3 separate regions of the Mus musculus genome follow, and all the other regions are linked to region 1. The links are chromatin contacts, called in public Hi-C and HiChIP or PLAC-seq maps. All regions are on one chromosome and are shown on one strand. Each heading gives the region's core, a stretch centred on a gene start, on an enhancer-like site or on the middle of the called end of the contact. The rest is flanking DNA. Distances are from core to core; before and after follow the strand shown.

Region 1 (4,550 bases), core at 1,531-4,030:
GTCATATATTAAAGGAAAAGTCAAGAGTTTGATGTCAGCTTGAGCAACTTGTCTCATTTAGGGTTACTACTGAAATAAACAAAACTCCACGATTAAAAGCAAATTGGATAGAAAGGGGTTTATTTGGCTCACACTTCCACATTGTAGTCCTTTATTAAAGGAAACCAGGAGAGGTACTCAAGCAGGGCAAGAACCTTCAGGCAGCAGCTGATGCAGGGGGTCATGGAGGAGTGCTGCTCTCCATGGCTTGCTCAGCCTGCTCAAGCCCAGGAGCTTGCTACACTATTAGGAAAATGCCCTGCAGCCAGATCTTCTCAGTTGAGGCTCCCTTCTTTCAGATGACTCAAGCATGTGTCAATTTGACACAAAACTAAGCAGGACAACAATAGAATGAGAGCTAAACCAAAACCCAGGTGAGAGAAGATCTGATTCTAACAAAAGACTTAAAAGGATAGTTTAAGGAGCTGGAAAAAAAAATCAAACAAACAAACAAAAAACCTATCAGGAAATTAAGGAAAGGAGGAACCAAAGCAGAAACAAACAAAATTAAGACCTGTAGGTTGGGGGTGGGAGAAGTACAAGAAAGTTTAAAAAAAAAAAAAATCAACAATAGTAAAAATAAGGAGTCAAATAAATAAAATCAGAAACAATAAAAAGATGGCACAGAAATACAAAGGATCACCGGGAACTATTACAAATAGTTCAAATAGTTACAAATATCTACTCACCCACAATCTGGAAACCCAAAGAAGATGATCAAATTCTACATTAAACCATGAAAAATAGAACATCTAAACTGACCTACTGTAAGCCAGCGAAACTTAGTAACAAAAAAAGAACTGGACGGAATCATCACATAGTCTATCAAACCTCTGAAAGAAGACAACAACAAACATTTGTAATCCACCTCAAAAACTTAAAGGGGAAGGATTCTCTCAAACTCATGTATAAGATCATATTACCTCAACACCAAAGCAGACAAGGACAGGTACACAAAAAGGAAAATTACTATCTCTGATAAAAAACAACCCATACATTTTCTTAATACAAGCGACCTCAACCCCACAGCACATGGAAATGGTTACAAACTATGAACAAGACCCAGCTCCTGGACACAGGATGGTTCACGATTGGCAAGTCAGTGAGTGAGTCTGTGTATCACACCAGCAGAAAAGGGACAGTAGACAAAGACAAGACAGTAACATTCAGCATCCTATCCAGGCACTGCGGCTCTCCCCGGGACCTCAGCTCTCGGGGGCGGCTCATACAGGAGCACTGTTATGAGCTTGAGACCAACTGGGTTAGTGAATGAGACTCCCAAAGTACAGGAGAAATAAACACTTTCCACAATAAGAGCTCTGATGAACGGGGCATATAGAAAAGATAATACAATAACACAATTAAGGCCATATGTGCCAAACACACAGCAAACAGCATAACCAATGAGGAAGTCGAATCCATTTCCCTAGGATCTGAAAGAAGACAAGAAGGCTCTCTACTCTACTCTACTCTACGCTACCTCTATACAGCACTCTACATAAGTCCTAGCGAAAGCAATTATGTAAGGGAAGGAAAGGCCATCCAAACTAGAAAGGAGGAAGCAAAATTATCTACTTCCTTGACACACTGTTAACATCCTTCTTCTCTTCTGAAATGATTTTCACACCCTTCCTAGTTCCATTAAACAAGTTATAATATTAAAATCTCCTTTTCTGGAATGCTATAATCTATCCCTGTTCACAATACTGTCAGATTGCTCCTTCAAAAGGACAGTGACACTATCACTGTCTCTTCATTAGAACCACAGCTATTGTTCAAAGTCCCAGTAGCTTGACTGGACATTCATTCAAGCTTGGTAATCATTAACTTTCCAACTTCATTCTCCATGAATGAAGTCACTACCCAAGAGAAACTCCAGGCAGCTTTCCTCCACAGCTCACACTACATGTGTGAAGTGTCTCTTCACAGCATTCTGTCTTCAATACCATTTCTGAGTAAGCCAGTGCCTTTCAATAACACTTACTACAAACGCTGACCTACTAACATTAAGTATACACAGAATGTGTCCGGCTTCTAACCCCAGCATCCGGACAGAACTGGGCTGGATCACTTCCAGTGTAGAGTTGTCCTGTGCAATATAAGATGTTAGCAGTCCTCTCGTCTCTCAGCATTGCGTTGCTTTGAGAGGAAAAAGGGGAATAATCACTCCTCTTTGCCATCTTCTGATTTAAATTGAATGTCCCTGCTAAACAATAAACTCTCTAAAGATCTTCTGTTTTATATTCTCAATATAACTGAATATAATAACATGTGAAAGTATTAAACAAATTATTTTTTTCCCTGCTAACCTTCCCCAAATTAGTAGACTTGATAACCTAAACTATTACATTTCTAAATACCCATTAAGCTTGAAACATAAATTCCAACCTTAAGGAAAGCATAAGAGGCAAATACTATGAGTTACATTGTGTCCCACAAGAAATCATTGTAGCATTATAACGACTATGTATCACATACAAGGGTAACAAGAGGACCAGTGGTATGGCTAGGCACTTATACACAGGATTGGCTAACTGGGTTCAATCCCCAGGCCCCTTAGCCTAACAGGAGAGAACGATACATACCTACTCGCTTACATCCTCATATTCAAAACACACACATTCGCAAATGCACGCAGTAAAATATTAAACAAGAATAAAAGTATCTCCTACTTTCTTCACACAGCCTGTGCTTTTATTACCTAAGTGTAAACTTAGTCAAGGCCAGTTAGCAGAGGCAAGAGTCCAATCTAAGTCTAGGTCAGGCTGACGTTCCCAAGACTGGTGATTCTAAATGCTTGCTGTACAGCAGAATTCTCCATAGACTTTAAAGGCTGAATCTTTGAGCTTCCTTCTCTTTGAAGAGTTAAATTAGGCTCAAGGATGATAATAAAAAACTAAAATTGTTTGTTAAATCCTCGGTGGAGAGCTGATGAAATATGTCCATGTTGTCATGCAGCCCTGATGACCCGAGTTCCAATCCTGGTGGAAGCAGAGAACTGACTCCAGCACACTGTCCTCTGCCCTCTATGATAACCATGCAAGTGCACTACATGCACAAGTCTTTCAAAAATGCAATAAAAAAGATTGCTTTAAATTTCCCCAGTGAGTTCTAATGTGAAGGCAGAGCTGATAACCGCTGGAAGGCTAGTCCTAAGAAGACCTCACCTTCTCTGGAGTGGCTGCACTTACTGACTTGCACAGCACAGCATTCCACACCCACACATTTGTCTTAAACAGAATCTGAGTTAAGCCTTCCTGAGCAAGGCTCTCACGCTGATGCTCCTGGGCTGCTCTAAGGCTCTCACAGATAGAGACTTACATTCCTCTGTACTCGGTGAAGTTACATTCAGTTCTGTCGGGAGCGACTGCTGGCTGGGACTAAGAGTTGGCGTGGTTACAGAGGTATTGTTGTTGTCACTGGTGGTCTCTTCGGAAAACAAATCTGATTGGCTGTTACTTGTACTTGGGGTGGAATCATCATCTGGTTGTTTCTTTTGAAAATCTACAGAAAAAAGGGTAAGAAAACTGGTTAATTACGGCCCTTACATCAGAGCAACCACTAGAAAACATTAATGTTAGGGTCAGAGTCACATGAAACATGGAGGAAGGCCACTGTGGTAACTAAAAGCAAAGTGCAGAAGTGAATGGCTGATGAAAAAGCAAACATAAAACCACGGGCATGATTTAAACTTTCAAGTTATATATTAACACCCTCTGTGGTTCAGATAAGGATAGACATTGATTTTAATACTGAACTTTGAATACACAAAGATGTTCTTAAGAGTAATCAGTAGAAAGGGGAGGGGGAGATTGAGACCTATCGGTGAGAGGTCAGAAGGAAAATAGCAGCACAAAAAAATAGCTCCCTAAACAAAAAACACATTAAAAATGGCAGAAATCAGTGGGTGCACATATATTATCAGTAATGAGGATAGATGTAAAAGAAATGACCACAACAGCGAAAAGAAATGGGCTGCATTTAGTTTACAACAGACATAAAAACACAAGGAGGTTGGTTTTCTAATTAGTGTTCAATTCAAGCTGACAACACAGCTCCTGCCCTCAGGCACAGAGCAGGCATGGATAGGAAGAGCCCCCACCCCAGGACTCAGGGAGGGGCCAGCAGGTCAAGCCCACCCAGTCCTGTGCTGTTTCTTTCCTGTATATATCTCCTAGACAATTTTTTTTCTTTTTTTTTCCCCCCACTTTTTGCAAACCCTTGTGTTGAGGGCTGACTTTTAATAGATCACAGTGAGGGAGCTGCTCTGCTATGTATGAAACCTCGACCCAGAAGAAGGTCCTCTACGAATGGTTTAGCACCAAGTTCTACACGAACGTGTGTTCAGTATGATGGAGACACTTTCTTATTCAGTGTTTTGACAAATTAAAAATGATTTATTTCAGTATTATTATTTGTCAATTATCAAGAAAATGCTATATAAATACGATAAAATAATGCCCTTTGCATGTTATAAGATAAAATATAAAACTTTGCCAGGCGTGGTGGTG
Region 2 (4,550 bases), core at 1,146-3,645, 220 kb before region 1:
TTTTCTGAAGTCAGATTTCACACTTTTCATAAAAAGGCAGTGGTGGTGCACGCCTTTAATCCCAGCACTCGGGAGGCAGAGGCAGGCGGATTTCTGAGTTCGAGGCCAGCCTGGTCTACAAAGTGAGTTCCAGGACAGCCAAGGCTACACAAAGAAACCCTGTCTCGAACAAAAAGAAGAAGAAAGAAAGAAAGAAAATAGAAAAAAAGAAGATGAAAAGGAAACTGCTGTGTGTGTGGGTGCACCCCTTTAATCTCAGCACTCAGTAGGCAGAAGCAGGTGGATCTCTGTGAGTTTGAGTCTAGCCTGGTCTACAGTTCAGGATAACCAGGGCTACTTAGAGAAACCCTGTCTCAAATGCCCCTCCTAAAAAAGGAACTATCATAATACATCCCTGCCCACCCTATGTGTGGTGTGTGTGTGTGTTGTGTATTTAAGTAATGTACTAATAATGTGAAAATACAGGGATGACTGGTCATGATTTCTGTATTCAGTGAACGTAATATCTTATTAATTCTGGTCCAATTCAGAGAAATAAATCAGTGCACAAAATACTACTACCCCAGAGCAGAAAGACTGCAGGTCTGAGTAATTATGTGAGGTGGGATCTGTTTACTGATCACTCTGTGAGCTCCCTGAATCCTAGGTCACTCTCAGGGGTGTCCAGGGGATCTGGAAAGAACAAACCAGTGCATTTTACTTTTGACTTCATGAGGCTATGTAGCCTCCTGAAGAGAGGAGCGCTGTCCTCAGCAAGTGCTGCTTACTGTGTCTGGTGCTGGTGAGCACATAAACAGTCCTTAAGCTGCGGAAGAGCTGACTGAGCCTCCCTCTCCCTTCCCTGTGGAGGAAGGAAAGCAGACAGGTTCAGCAGGGAAGCCGGGGTGGGGTGGGATGGAGGAACCCAAGGCTCTGTGCATGCTAAACCCCCGGGCCTGATTAGCATTTCCATAAACTCTGGCAGCCGGTGTTATATTTGTGTCCTGGCAAGTATAAGAGTCTGCTGGCTGCAGAGGAGCTGTGAATGCATCAGTGGTAGTGAGACACACACCTGTGTCAGGTTGGGAGGTTCTTGGGAGGACGAGCACACATAGGGTGCTAAGTGCTTCAGTGGCTCAGCTTGAGGGTACTAAGCACTTAGCACCCCATGTGTGATTTTGGTGTCAGTGCTGAAGAAGTCAAGAACATACTCTCTTTCAAAAAGAAAATAAACACAAAGAATGATTTGTTGCTCTTGAAAATATGGATGGACATGGTCTTACAGTTTCATACTTTAAAGCATATGTGAGCCTTTTTTTTTTTTTTTTCTTGGAGGATCTGTAGATTGATGGAGCAAGATTTTCTTCCAACTGGATAGCAATACGTTTGACTTTTAGAAAATGAGTTATGTCAGTCCACGCCAAGCCAGTGAAACCCCACCTCACAGCTGCAGAAATAGCCCGGGGAAGTGACAAATTAGTGTTCCTCATCAGCCTGTGATTAGGCTTAGCATCTTTTAATAACGAATGTGACTCTGCATTGGAAGAGGATAAACTGGCAGTTTTTACAAAGATAGAGTCTCCCAGGAATTTTGGTGATATTTAAATTTTAATTACTTTAGATGTGGGGCTATGAGAATGCTGAAGGTATGGCTAAAAATCCTGTCACTCAGGGCTCCAGAGATGCTTTTTCCTTGATGGCATGTGTGACTGCTGATCTAGGAGAGAGCCATGTGTACACTGTGATGCCCGTGGGATTTGCAAGGTGGGGAGCAGCTCATTGAAACTACTTACTAACGTTGAGCCATTGCGACTTCTTTTTCTTTTTGTGTTATTACTCTGTGCATAAAACCATCCCTCTTGGTCTTATATTTGTTGTCTAAAACTTATATTAGTCTTTCCCTTCATTTTTATGAAAATTAAATTAGCCATTGAGACAAAAAGGGGCATAAGGAATAAGGACATTCAAATGTTTCTTATCACAGTTAGGTGCAGGGAAGAACGGTCTGGAGGCATTAAAGAATGGCCATGGCTGCTTACAGGAGTCACTGTGGTGCATTTCTGAGCTAGCCTTGTCTACATTATTTTGAGTATGCTGACATGCAGAGTACAGATAGTAGAGTCTATGGCTTCAGGAAGACACACAGGCGAGAGCAGCAGCCTGTCCTTCAGTAATGGATCATGGCTATCAAAGTGACCTTGAGAAGTGCCCATCTCATACACCCCATGTTCCTGCACATGACTGTGTATCACCCTGGGCAGAGCAGGCCTGTCTTGTCTGCTGCTGGATGAGCTCTGGGAGTCCTCCAGGTGTTCTGTGCCCACCACACCAGGCTGCTTCTCCTCACTGCTGCTTCACTGCTGGATACTTGCAGAGTGAATTTCTGTTCTTTAGGAAGAGAGCCAAAGTTCAACTCTTGCACAATAAAGGGTGTCATCTGTGCACAGTCCACAGAATGGTAAATTGTCCTGGGCTGTACAGATCCTCTTTCAGTAAACTAATACTGCTGAGATCCATTAGAGCCACGGGGGCTGCCAACTCCTTACATCCAGACTCATCAACTTGGTTTTTGCTGACCACACAGTCAGCAAGAGCAATGTGATAAGCCTTGGATGATAAACATGGTTCTGTTACAGAGACACAATGGATCACAGCCGAGAAGAGAAAATGTTTTAGATGAGGAAAATAAATGCCAGGAGCAAGGTCCTTCTGGATGAGAGCAAGGCCTTCTGGTTCTAAGAGTCCTGTTTCCTGTGTGAAATCTGGAAAGGAGGAGGAAACAAACAAACAAACAAACAATGGCAAAAGTGTCCTTAATGTTTCACATCAACCTTCAGCCTCAGGCTCCTGCAAGTTTGCAAACAATACCAGGGAAACCTTTGACTCCAAAGCATTAAAGGCAGACTTCAGTGCTTGCTTAATAGAGTAGAGGCATTTGTTGCAATGAAATGCAGATCTTCTGCTAGTGGGGATTTATTGTGCTGCTATAGCGTCTTTATTATTTCCTATAAAATACAATCTGATGTAAAAATAACTGGTCCTGTGACACTTACAAGGTTGAATCTGATGGGATGTCCATTGCAGATGAATGGCCCTGTGAATAATTTATGTGTATTGTCACTTCTGTGTGGATTCTCTTAGACCCACGGTAATTAGCAATAAGTTCTAAGGTAAACCAGGGAGTAGAAGTACCAGAAAGTCATGTAGGTTAGTGAGCTCTATTGATCCTTTAAAATAACTCCATAGTAGCGACCATGGGAAAAGAGCCAGTGTTTTTCCAAGTCTGATTAATAGCTGATTTAATTCATAAGCCTTAAGCCCAAAGCAAAGATTCATTTGTTTTCAATTCTGTTTTATGATTTTTGGAGCATTGGAGCTTGGGTAGTTTATTTAAATGAGGTACATTTATGACTTTTAATATGATTGTCCTCCCATTTACACAGAAAGTAATATATTATATTCAAGGAGGCAGGTCTAATGAGTAATAGTGGTCATGAAATAAAAGAAAGTGATATGGATTCCATACTGGATGTCACTTTGCCATCGCAGACACACTTAAGTCTTTTATATTACAAGGAGCTAAAAGTTACCCAGATGAAAGCAAAGTGGAATTTATAATCAGGGAGCAGGGAGGGCTGATGGAACCAAGGCAGGAAATGAGCACAAGCCTCATTAGAGAGCAGGCGAGGGCTGGCCCGCCCGCGCTCCTGGGCTGTTGTGACTGAACACCCATTTCTCAACACAGCTTTCACTCAGACTGGCTTTCCCTTTTCTAGTGATGATTTGTAGCCAGTTTTCCTCATTTCAGAGTAAGACTCCTTCTTAAAGAATCACCAAAAGCCTTGATTCCTGGTCAAGTGTCCAGAGTGCTGTCAGCAAGTGCGGGGGCCAACACCAAGACCACACTAGGGCTTCCAGCTCTGCCCAGGGCATCTCTCCTTCCTTCCTTCTCTTCTGTACCTTGCCTTCTGCATGGTTGTAGGCACTGCAAGTTGTTGCTTTACAGAGCACAGAAGAAAGGAGGTGCTGAAGATGTTTCAGGAGCTTGAACCTGTCAGTGTGCAGAGGGAACTGCAGTCTGATGGGCACCAAGGCAGCCTAGAAAGGAGACTGGAGGGCAGGTGTGGTTCTAGGTCTGTATGTGCAAGGCCAGCTTAGATGGTGTCTTAGTCAGGGTTTCTATTCCTGCACAAACATTATGACCAAGAAGCAAGTTGGAGAGGAAAGGGTTTATTCAGCTTACACTTCCATACTGCTGTTTATCACCAAGGAAGTCAGGACTGGAACTCAAACAGGTCAGGGAGCAGGAGCTGATGCAGAGGCCACGGAGGGATGTTCATTACTGGCTTGCTCAGCCTGCTCTCTTATAGAACCCAAGACTACCAGCCCAGAGATGGTCCCACCCAGAAGCGGCCTTTCCCCCTTGATCACTAATTGAGAAAATGCCTTACAGCTGGATCTCATGCAGGCATTTCCTCAACTGAAGCTCCTTTCTCTGTGATAACTCCAGCTGTGTCAAGTTGACACAAAACTAGCCTGTACAGATGGTTTGGTTGGTGGTTTTCCCAGCG
Region 3 (4,550 bases), core at 1,384-3,883, 210 kb after region 1:
ATCTGTCTTGGCGCGGGAGCGTGGAGGGGACGGATGGAGCCTGGGGTCCTATCCATCAGTCACTTGGCCGCAATCTCTAAAGAGATTTTAATTGTGAGCTCAGATTTACTCCCGCCATCAGCTGCGCCCGCCCGCCTACTTTACCAGCGAGAGCAGGGCCTGTAGGCCCGCTGCGCTTTGCCAAATGCACATCTTGTAGCAACGCCGAGGAAATATTTGCTGCAGTGAAACCGTGTGCCCTGCGGAAAGCAATCGCCCTAAATCGCCCCCTGACAGCCGTCCCGGTTCTTTGCTGCTACACAGATCTGCTTTCCTGTCTGCCTTCCACCCTGCTACCAGGGACAGTGGCTTCTAACCTGAAATGGGGAGATGCTAGGCCATACACTATGTCCTCTCCCAGGCCATGGGGTAGAGGACTGCAGGTGATGGATGGGTTGGAAGACTGATCGAGGCAGGCCTGTAAAGGGTGGGTCAAATAGCCAATGCTCTATGGCCCACTTAGAGCTGGAGACAGGTCCCAGGGTAAAGGACATCCTCCCGGGGCCAAAAGGCTGGTTAGGGTTTGATGATCTGGGAATTGGCAGAAGGCTGGATCTTTGGTGCCTTCAGCATCCTATGTTCGAGGAACCAAGACCCGCTTCACTGTGCACACTGTGTGCGCCTCTTCTGCTAGCAGCCATGGAGATCTCTCTGTGTAGGCAGAAGGGAGCGTGAGAACATGCTTAAGATACGTTATGTGGCATTCTCAGAGAATGAATAAAAACGTTGTTTTAAACAATGCTTATCTTTGTAAAGAGAAAGAGGAGGGGAGGAAGGGGAAGACTGGAAGAAGAGAGAAGAGAGGGAGGGCGAAAAGGAGGAAGAAGAGAAGGAGAAGAGATAGGAAGAGGATGAGGGAGGGGAGAATGAAAGGAAGAAGAGGGGGAAAGGAGGAAAGAGAGGAAGAAGAGGGAAGGAAGGAAGGAAAGAAAGAGGAGTGGGAGGGGAGATGGGAGAGGAGCATAAAAGGACAAAGAGGAGGAAGGGTAGGAGGATGGAAGAGAGGGAGGAAGGAGGGGAAGGAGAAAGAGAAGAAGAGCTAGGAGGGGGAAGAGGGAGAGAAAGAGGAAAGGAAAGAGAGGAGGAAGGGAAGAAAGAGGAAGAAGAGGGAAGGAAGGAAGGAAGGAGGGAAGGAAGGAAGGAAGGAAGGAAGGAAGGAAGGAAGGAAAGAGGAGGAGGGGGAAGAATGGAAGGAGAGGAGGATGGGAGAAAGGGAGGAAGGAGAGAAGGAGGAAGGGGAGGAGGAGGAGGGGGTGAGGAACGGAAGGCCTTTTCCAATCTGCAAAATCATTCAAATAGGAGCAGCCCATCCTGCCTTCGAGGCTTACAGCTCGCCCAGACCCAAAGGTCCCATTTGGTCAAAGAGCTCACTCCTTTGGCCCCCAGCAGGCTTACTTCCTGGAATTCAGCCTGCTGCTGTATCTACCTGGCCACAAGAACAGGGAGCTGGTGACTGCCAAACACCGGAAAAGTGAATACCTTTTATTAGGGGCACCATTCCCAGAGCTGGACAGCCCTCCCCGCACCAAAGAGCAGGGGAGCATGCTTAGGAGTGTTACTGGAGGAGGGAGATTCACACCTGAGCGTGGGGACCCTGTACAACCCACTGTGAAGAGCAGTACCAGGTCTCGTCCTACCCTCCTGAGGAGTCAGAGAGCAACCTCACCTCACCCCCCATAGCTCTCCCAAATTAGGCCACTGGAAGTGCCCCTAGGCTTCTGTAGTGCCCAGCCTCTCTCATTCAGGGGCATAGGAATGGGCTGAGTGGGCAGTCAGAATGCTGTTGAGCAGGCTCTAGCCGGAGACATGCCTGCCCCTCTCCCCCCATCACACAGATGAGCCATCTGGAAGCAGGAGGGCAGGAGGTTAACACCAAAGGTTGTGGAGCACCCACTAGGCCTCACCTCAACACTGGGATTGTGAGGTTGCGGGGAGGGGGGAGACGGCTGAGCTCCTTCTCTTGGGTCCCTCCATGTAGGGTGGGGAGGGAGCCAGTGAAGAGAGGTCTTCACAGCGTGCAGCCTCTTCTATAGATGGGCTGGTGCTCGCGCCTCTTCACCCCAAACCTTCCTCCATCAGACATGGCCTCCTGAAGGCCAGAGCCTATAGAACACACATTCTATGGGAGATGGAGACACACCCATGGAAAACATAACTTCTCCTTCATGGGCCTGGCTTCCTTCACTGAACTAGTCACCCAGCTTCTGCCTCAGGGACTACCTGGCGGGAGTACTAGGGTAGTAGTTGAAGGAGAAGAGGTGGCTTGTCCCTGTCCTGTCTCCAGCCCAGGGAGAGCCTGCCTCACCTTTCCGGGTTGTTTACCTTGGCCCGCTCCCTCTGCCCTGCTCTCCCAGCCGATCTGATTGCCGTAATTAGTTAATCAGTAACTGGCATAATTTCCCCCTGATTAATGCAGGAATAATCACCCGCCAGGGCTGCCAGCAATTTGCTTATCAGAGTCACTTTGAAACAGCTTTGAAAATGAGCGATTGGCACCTTCCTCGGGGTTAAAATTAGAGCCGGGGAGGCCGCCCTCTGCCGTGGGCGGCTGGGAGTGGCAGGCGGGACTGGCAGGGGAGCCTCCGCCCCAGTGTCTGGGGCAAGTGGTGTAGGTGACTGGCACAGTTCTGTGTCTGGCTGATCCAGACGGAGTGCTTACTGTAGGGAGGCGGATATTTGTGCTGGGGTGGCTCCCCGGTACAGGTGAGACAGGTTGGGGTGCCTCTGGAATGGAGCTGGCCCATGGGGGCGGGGCGGGGGGATCTGAACAGAGAGACCTTGGGGTGCCAGTCCAGGACAGACATGCTTTACACGGTAGTAGTAATAATAATAACAACAGCATCAACAATAGCGAACCAGTCACTTTCAGTTTGTTTATTTGTTTATGTCTTTGTTGTTTTGTTTTATTGACACAGTTTCTGTGTGTAGCCCTAACTATCCTGGAACTCACTCTCTAGACCAGGCTGGCCTTGAACTCAGAGATCCGATTGCCTCTGCTTCCCAAGTGCTGGGGCTAAAGGTGTGCACCATTATGCCCAGTTTATGTTTTTATGGTTCCAGGGATGAAACCCAGGGCTCTGCATAATCCAGGCAAGCACTGAACCCCTAAGCCATACACACATCCCCAGCAGAGAAATTGCTCCATTCTTTACATAAATTACCTCATTTAATCCTAGAGAGATGAAACTATCCTCCAAGTGAGCGCATCCACTGGACCAGAATCTGACTCTTTATTTATTTATTTTCACAAATTTACCTTTAATTAAGAAAAATTTCCCACGTGGGCAGAAACCATTGGGATAATGAGCTCTTATGAGCTCGCCGCCCACTTTCTACACGTCACCCGATGTCTCCCCAATTCTCTGTAACCACTCTTGTTAGTACTGGTATCTCTTTAAAACAGCTCCTGAAACAGTAGCGATCTCCCTGTAAAATGAGGCATGGGTAATCAGAGTCTCTGCCTCTTGGGGCTGTCCGGAAGTTTAATGAGCTCCTTTGTGGAGGTCTGAGGTAGATATCGAGCATCATTATTTTCAGAATGGAGGGTAGTTTGGCTGGGTGTTGAAATCTGTAGGGTCCAGAGGAGAAGAATCAGACAGAGATGGGGAATAAAGGCGGCCATAGCATGCTGGTATGTGCTCAGTCAGCTGGGACAAATGCTCACATGCTCACACTCGCAGGAAGTTACATGAAGTAGGTTTGTTACTCACAGACAGGTAGCAGAGGGTTAAAGAGGCGTGGCTTTGTGGAGAGCTGGGGGGGGGGGGGATAGGGTCTCTTCTATGCAAGGCCTACCTGCAGCATAACAGGAAGACCCTGGGAAACAGACAGCAGGGGTAATAATACACAAGAGACTAAAGCCCTGATGGACATCTGCTCTTGGGAGGGTCTGGAGAACTCATACGGTGCTGGAAGATCACACTTTGCCCAGACCACAGGGGCCCACAGCTGCTGAATCTGGGCAGGTTATACAACTATCTATAACAAATAAGCATCACTATTAAAGTAGTGTGTGGCCTGATCCTCGGCACCTACATGTCTATGTATATACAGGTATGTGCCCCCCCCCACCCCACTTGACCTCACTCCTGACTTGCAAATGAGCTGTTTTGTACACCCTGGCCATTGCTCTTGTCAGCAGGATGCAGACACAACATATCCTGCGTGTGTGCATTCTTGAGAGTCACGTGGAAGAAAGTGGGCATGGGTGGATCTAAGGCCACTTGGGGCACTGTCCTGCACAGAGGTGAATGAAGATTTCTGGGTGTTGGTTCCAGGTTTGCACACCTATGTCTTGCAGGAATGGAGAGGCAAGGCTGCTGTGACTGCTTTGTTTTATGTGGATGGACCTCTGGGCGTCATACATCCACCATTGCTGACTGTTGCATTGACTTTCCCAAGGGAGGTGGGAACAAATGTCTGCTGACCGCAGATTGTGGCGACCAAACCCAACACACAAAAGGAACAATTGCGTCAGCATGGTGGGACAACATATCACTGGGCTTACAGGT

The links. A called contact is a pair of places that touch in the nucleus more often than the background predicts. HiChIP or PLAC-seq counts read pairs in DNA pulled down with a chosen protein or histone mark.
Region 2: a Hi-C map of liver shows a contact between it and region 1, with 2.0 times the contacts expected there. The contact joins two enhancer-like sites. A contact is called at or near these places in 1 of 484 Hi-C or Micro-C datasets (liver), 1 of 115 datasets of contacts at active chromatin or transcription factors (memory CD8 T cells) and 3 of 9 other capture datasets (adipose tissue, embryonic stem cells and embryonic trunk).
Region 3: an HNF4G HiChIP or PLAC-seq map of pancreatic cancer cells shows a contact between it and region 1. The contact joins two enhancer-like sites. A contact is called at or near these places in 2 of 484 Hi-C or Micro-C datasets (liver and nephron progenitors), 1 of 115 datasets of contacts at active chromatin or transcription factors (pancreatic cancer cells) and 1 of 9 other capture datasets (adipose tissue).

Annotation. Positions count from the first base shown.
Region 1 is chr17:30,134,316-30,138,865 of GRCm38.p6, reverse strand. It overlaps Zfand3 (zinc finger, AN1-type domain 3), which reads right to left. Exons shown (of 6, transcript NM_001356265.1): 3 at 3,361-3,543. Among named protein-coding and RNA genes, the nearest start is that of Zfand3, 130 kb to the right of the region's middle. Within about 2 kb of position 2,780, at least 43 of the 459 cell types and tissues checked have an H3K27ac peak or open chromatin away from gene starts, as enhancers often do. A contact at or near this core is called in liver and pancreatic cancer cells, where this site is marked.
Region 2 is chr17:30,358,691-30,363,240 of GRCm38.p6, reverse strand. All of the region lies in intron 6 of Btbd9 (BTB (POZ) domain containing 9), which reads left to right. Among named protein-coding and RNA genes, the nearest start is that of Btbd9, 220 kb to the left of the region's middle. Within about 2 kb of position 2,395, at least 22 of the 459 cell types and tissues checked have an H3K27ac peak or open chromatin away from gene starts, as enhancers often do. A contact at or near this core is called in liver, where this site is marked.
Region 3 is chr17:29,926,969-29,931,518 of GRCm38.p6, reverse strand. No RefSeq gene overlaps it. Among named protein-coding and RNA genes, the nearest start is that of Gm41559, 39 kb to the right of the region's middle. Within about 2 kb of position 2,633, at least 37 of the 459 cell types and tissues checked have an H3K27ac peak or open chromatin away from gene starts, as enhancers often do. A contact at or near this core is called in liver and pancreatic cancer cells, where this site is marked.